Regions from separate parts of the Choristoneura fumiferana genome. Here region 2 is linked to region 1. Evidence: chromatin contacts called from public Hi-C data. All regions are on one chromosome and are shown on one strand. Each heading gives the region's core, a stretch centred on a gene start, on an enhancer-like site or on the middle of the called end of the contact. The rest is flanking DNA. Distances are from core to core; before and after follow the strand shown.

Region 1 (2,700 bases), core at 14-2,513:
CAAGCTGTTTCGCCGTTTAGCTTAGTTTAGAGACATCTATCGATGGGTAGCTGTATCGTTAACAGCGCCTTCTATCGACGAGTAGATTTTTGTAGAGTTTGTAAATTAGTTTTTAATATTTCTATAGATGGCGCTCTGACATCAGTAGTTTTCCAAATAGAAATGCTATGATAAAAATTGCTAGCTTAAGTATTTACATTTATAATACAAAACATTTATTTTTCGTCGTGTTTTTAAATTTGATCAAGTTTTATCGTGCCGAAACGTATTACATACATTTGTCGCATACATAAAGTATGCGACACATGCAACGAACGAAACGCCACATAATGTTACAAGTTCTCTAAACTCACCGCGTCTTTAATGTTCTTTTGCCACCCTACCAAGGATTTTCCTTACTATCTAATAGTACATTGTGTCTTAAGGGTGGTAAATAAGGAATTACGAACGAGAGTCTATTAGAAGCCCGAAGTCGAAGACTGAGGGCTTTAATGAGTCGATGTTCGTAATTCTAGTACCGCCCGTGCGACATATAATGTTTTTCATCACATTTGCGAGTAAAATTTTATATTTCTAAAAGAAAAAATATAATTGTTCCAAATATTGGCGATACCTTAGGCTGCGCTCTTGGCAGCGCCGCCCTCCCCCTCCCTCAGCATGTGCCTGAGCCGCGTGTGCATGTGGTCCTGCTGCTACGCCATGCGCAGCAGCGCGCGCAGCGTCATCAGTACGGACATTTACTCATTTACCGACCTTGGGCTTCATGACAAGAAAATTTGTACGCGCAATGACTCATTTACCGACCACGGGTTTCATGACAAGTACATTACGGTCGAGGGTTTTATTTGGGGGGTTGCAATCAAGGTAGCCTTCATGTTTTGACACTGTTTACGAGCAAGTGTGATGAAAAATAAATTTTGATTAATTTTGAGCTAAACCTCACAACTCCGAAACTTTTAATAGACCGTAACTAAGTGACAATAAGTGACAGATTTTATACGAAACACGACAATGTTGTTATAAATATTATAAACACGTTATATTATTTAATTTATTTCTGTAGGGTTTTTCGGTTAAACAAAAATTATGTTTGTGGCTGTTGCAGCTACTACGAAACTCGAAGTTCGTGTCGTGCGGTCCCTCGCGAGTTTCGAGTTTCGTAGTAGCCCTGCTGAGCGCTTTTTGGATTATTTATGGGATCCTAGAAGCCATAGAAGTGGCAACACTGCAATTTCTGCAATTTTGAATTTTTTTTTTGTTTCATTTACTTCAAAACTCAACACACACAACACTTGCTTTGGTGTGTCAAATTAATTGTCACACGCGTTTAGAAAGAAATTTTCTTCTCTCTACTGTAAATTGTTTTTCAATCGATGTGCTGCTCTAATCGACATAAATTGAATACTTTATACAAAATCGCATTCATAAAAACTAATTAACAGCAAAAATGTGAGTAACAAATGCTATGAACAAATATTATGAACTGGCGGGTAACTTAGTGAAAACTTTGTTTGAATGGAAAAACTGTTTGGGTTGGTTTCAGGAGCTTTGTGGATTTGGCCACTCTGGCCTTGCACCGTCGAAACGAGATGGAAATAAGAATCAGCACATTCGCTGCCAAATGCGATCAGGCCATAAATGAAATAAGAAAGTTAAAATCAAAGGTAGGCAATTCGAAATATTTGCCATGTGCCAATGTTTTTCCGGCTAGGGTGAAGCCAGATAGAAGGTCTGTGTGTATTTTTTATCTCGCCTGATTGTATTTATCTACCTTTGCTTTGTTTTAATAACCATGAGAAGTATATTTTACATTTGTTTACATTTGACAAACATTGGCATGATAATAGGTAACTTAAAAATGAGCCAGACTAAAAAGTAACTACTGTAGCATTGAGGGCAGCTAAATAAGATTCAAATTCTTTATTCGTTTAAAATCACTCTTGAAAGAAATAACATCAATCACTCCATTGAAAAAGTTTAACTTTTGAATGAAACAGTAACAAAAATATACCTTTTATTATACATACCCTATCAGGGGTTGATCAACTTTTTCTTGTACCTCGTTACCATGGTTACGTCCCCTGGACAACTCTTTAAAGCCACGAGTTTTTATATGTTTTCTGTGGTTGAAATTCATCGAGTATAAATTTTTGTTATACAACCTACACAAGCTCATTATTGTATAGACTATCTCCTAAGCATATAAGTTGTATATATCAAAGCAGTTTTTTGGAAAACGGGACAGAATAACAAACAAGAAAAAGTTTATTGACCCACATAAAAAAAAACAATCAAAGCTTCAATGAAAGCTTGGTACATATAGTAATGCTGAACATTTTTATACTCTTGTAATTTGTATTTTTTTAACTATTCTATTCTATCTAAACTGCACCAAAATGCCCTGGAACATGGTACAAGAGTACCTATCTTTTTTTTTTTTTTAACTGTATGGCAAATGAGCAAGTGGGTCTCCTGATGATAAGAGATCACCACCGCCCATAGACACCTGCAACACCAGGGGGATTGCAGATGCGTTGCCAACCTAGAGGCCTAAGATGGGATACCTCAAGTGCCAGTAATTTCACCGGCTGTCTTACTATCCACACCGAAACACAACAGTGCAAGCACTGCTATTTCACGGCAGGATTAGCGAGCAAGATGGTGGTAGCAATCCGGGCGGACCTTGCACAAGGTCCTACC
Region 2 (2,881 bases), core at 236-2,735, 280 kb before region 1:
GTATGTCGTATGCTCACAAAACAGCCGAAAAACATACTCCGAATGCAGTGGAAGCACACACTAATACACGCCTTATGTCTTTTGTCTCTAAGAAGGCCTACGGTTATCCTTTTCTCCGACATCACTTGAGGCCAGAGACTAAATGTAAATGTCCGATTTAGAACCGCAATGACACATACGAGTAGTAGGTACATATCTACCTATGCTGTCGTACTTAATAATATTGTTGTGTCTTGTGTAGTGTTGTCTATTGCTGTGTTGTGAATTAATGTATTTCTTTCTTTCTTTTTTCTTTCTTAAATATCGCCTTTTCACTTAATTTTTGACGCGCTAGTAAAATACGGTTCAACTCACTTCTTTAAGTCAGGAAACGGTCCGACTAGTTTCGATCTTTTCGCAGGTCTTTATCAAGGATAGGTGTGTTGGCTTATTTACGTGAGTTGAACCGTGTTGATTATTAGCTTATAATTAATTCTTGTTTTACGAAAGCTTAAGAAATATCTAGCTCTTTTAATATACATAATATATTATATATAATATCACTGATTATACGGAATGGATATGCAGTTAAATAGGTAAGGTACTTTATTTACCTAGTGCAAACAAGTTCCCAGTTAAGTAAAAAAATGTCCGTATATACCTACTGGGTTCCTGTGCAGATACCTAGCTATTCCGAGTCAATCTGATAAAAGGGCGGCACTGCAATGTTTTGGTGATTTTTTACAGTAAACCATTTGGTAAATATTGGCAAATGTAACGACGATTTATGTATTTACACGTACATGCAAGGGCAATGAACTTGTAGATTTTGACATCACCCGGAGCGTGTCTCCTTCCTATGGTTTCCGCTTCCATGGTAATGACATTGAAAAGTAATTAATGAAACAATGAATGTTTTAATCTGCTGCTATTTAACGAAATATTATGAGTGTTTAAAGCAATATTTTTTTTGGCAAAATTTGCACAACAAAGACATTTTAAATGTTTTCTGGTTAAAGCAGTAGGTGAACTCATGTTTTCGTTTTGCCAATCTACTGTATTGATGAAGGATATTATTATCTATTTTTATCAAACATGGTAGAATCTTATCATTCGTACTTATGGACGAATATTAAATTACATTACAAGTCCGTGTAACTGGACACTTACTTATGAAACCTGTCTGTAGTCATCTTGAAAATTCACACAAACAACGGGCACTTGAAAAATTGTTCAACTCATTTTCGGTGCAAATTTGATAACACGAGAAAGTTTCTATTTTGTCACACTTCCGATGCTAATTTGACAGAAAAGTTTGTTCAACACCGTAAAACCGTGGGTATTCACTTTAGTTCGTCTCAAACTTTGTAATAATAATATTTCGCAACTTATAACAACATTTCACACCTGTTTAATTCACTTGTGTGTGAGAAACGCGACTATTGTTTTACACGGAATTCAACTGATTGCAACCGACCGCTGTCATGTGGTGACTGCACTGACGAAAAAAAAGAACAAAACGAAGAATGGCCACGATTCAACGACCTTTAGAGCTAGTAGCGACATCTTGTGAGTAATGTGGATACTAGCTAGAGTACGATGCTTGGTGTTAATGGTGTCATCCGCTTGTTTTGGTTGCACTGCCATCTATTAACAAGTAGCAAACAAGTTTATCTACTTCTATTGCACAACAGATGACGCACCTGATTATTACGGATTATGGGTTTCTACATTTTATCACCCCGATTACAATACAATGATGCAGGATTTAAATAATAAATTAACATGTTCTATATCTAAGACAACAAGGCTAAGGTTAAATACATACGCCTTCTACTATGTTCTACTATGGGGAATGAAGCTGCGGGCTTTAGCTAGTGTCGATATAATTACTCTTTTGACCCGCGTCTTCACTCGCGACAACCATTAGATTGTGGTACCTAGTCGAATTGAAATTCCAGCATTTTACTAAAATTAATGTTCCTATAGATTTAGCAGTTGAGATTGAGATTTTGGAATTTTAATTCGATGGGAAATACAAGATATATACATATATTATTCCAGGGATCTACGTATCTGTATACCAGGCGAAGATTTTGCCAGGCTTCCAGAACAAACCAGGGGCCGTATTGCCTAACGTTTCTGACGCTCGCGATCGCAATCAAATGACAGTTTTTGTGTATACAAAATATATAAAAATTTCGTATGAAATCTGTCATTTGATTGCGATCGCGAGCCTCAGAAACGTTAGGCAATACGGCTTCAGACCCTTAATTCACCATGCTAACATATACTACTTTCATAGAGATCCATTTTGAAAATACCCGTATGTTAACCACGAAACATAGCTACCATCGCGAACCTGACTGACACAGCCATCGTTGATCGGAGGACACAGCTTTACTCTATGACACTCTATGTTTTACATTTACCGACAAATAAATGTCGACTTCGACATATGACACTGACAATTGTCACGATGGTGAAATAGAGGCCAAAGTATCAAATGCCTTCTCATAGTCCACAAAGGCTAGACGCAAATGGTCTATGGTGCCGTATATACATTGGAATCAGGCCTGTTACGGGAGTTGGAACACATCGAACCTACGAGACAAGAAGATTCGTTATGACCTGTTTAAAAAATGGTAAATAAATGTATTTTCTTTCTTTCTTTCTTATGTAGATAGATATCGATAACGATAGTTCTTCAAAGAGGGTCCAAGCTGTCATCCTTTTTGAAAAATAATTTTACTCACTCCATATTCTGTAAACTCGCCTTCAGCTCCATTCTAAATTGTAGTCACGAGGATGAACGTCATCAAAAAGCTTTTAATAGCAATATTGGAGCCGTAAACACTTGTCATAGGCCAATCAGCCGATAAGCTTAATGCAATGAATTCGG

Evidence for each region. Hi-C and Micro-C count contacts between places; a contact is called where the count stands out from the background.
Region 2: a Hi-C map of whole pupa shows a contact between it and region 1, with 10 times the contacts expected there. The contact joins the promoter of Sans here to the promoter of LOC141428916 in region 1. A contact is called at or near these places in 2 of 2 Hi-C or Micro-C datasets (both in whole pupa).

What each region holds. Positions count from the first base shown.
Region 1 is chr6:6,362,884-6,365,583 of NRCan_CFum_1, reverse strand. It overlaps LOC141428916, which reads left to right and starts at 1,263. Exons shown (of 16, transcript XM_074088979.1): 1 at 1,263-1,449; 2 at 1,544-1,664. The coding sequence starts at 1,448.
Region 2 is chr6:6,638,744-6,641,624 of NRCan_CFum_1, reverse strand. Sans (SAM_USH1G_HARP domain-containing protein Sans) reads right to left here and starts at 1,485. Exons shown (of 9, transcript XM_074089004.1): 1 at 1,150-1,485. The coding sequence starts at 1,172.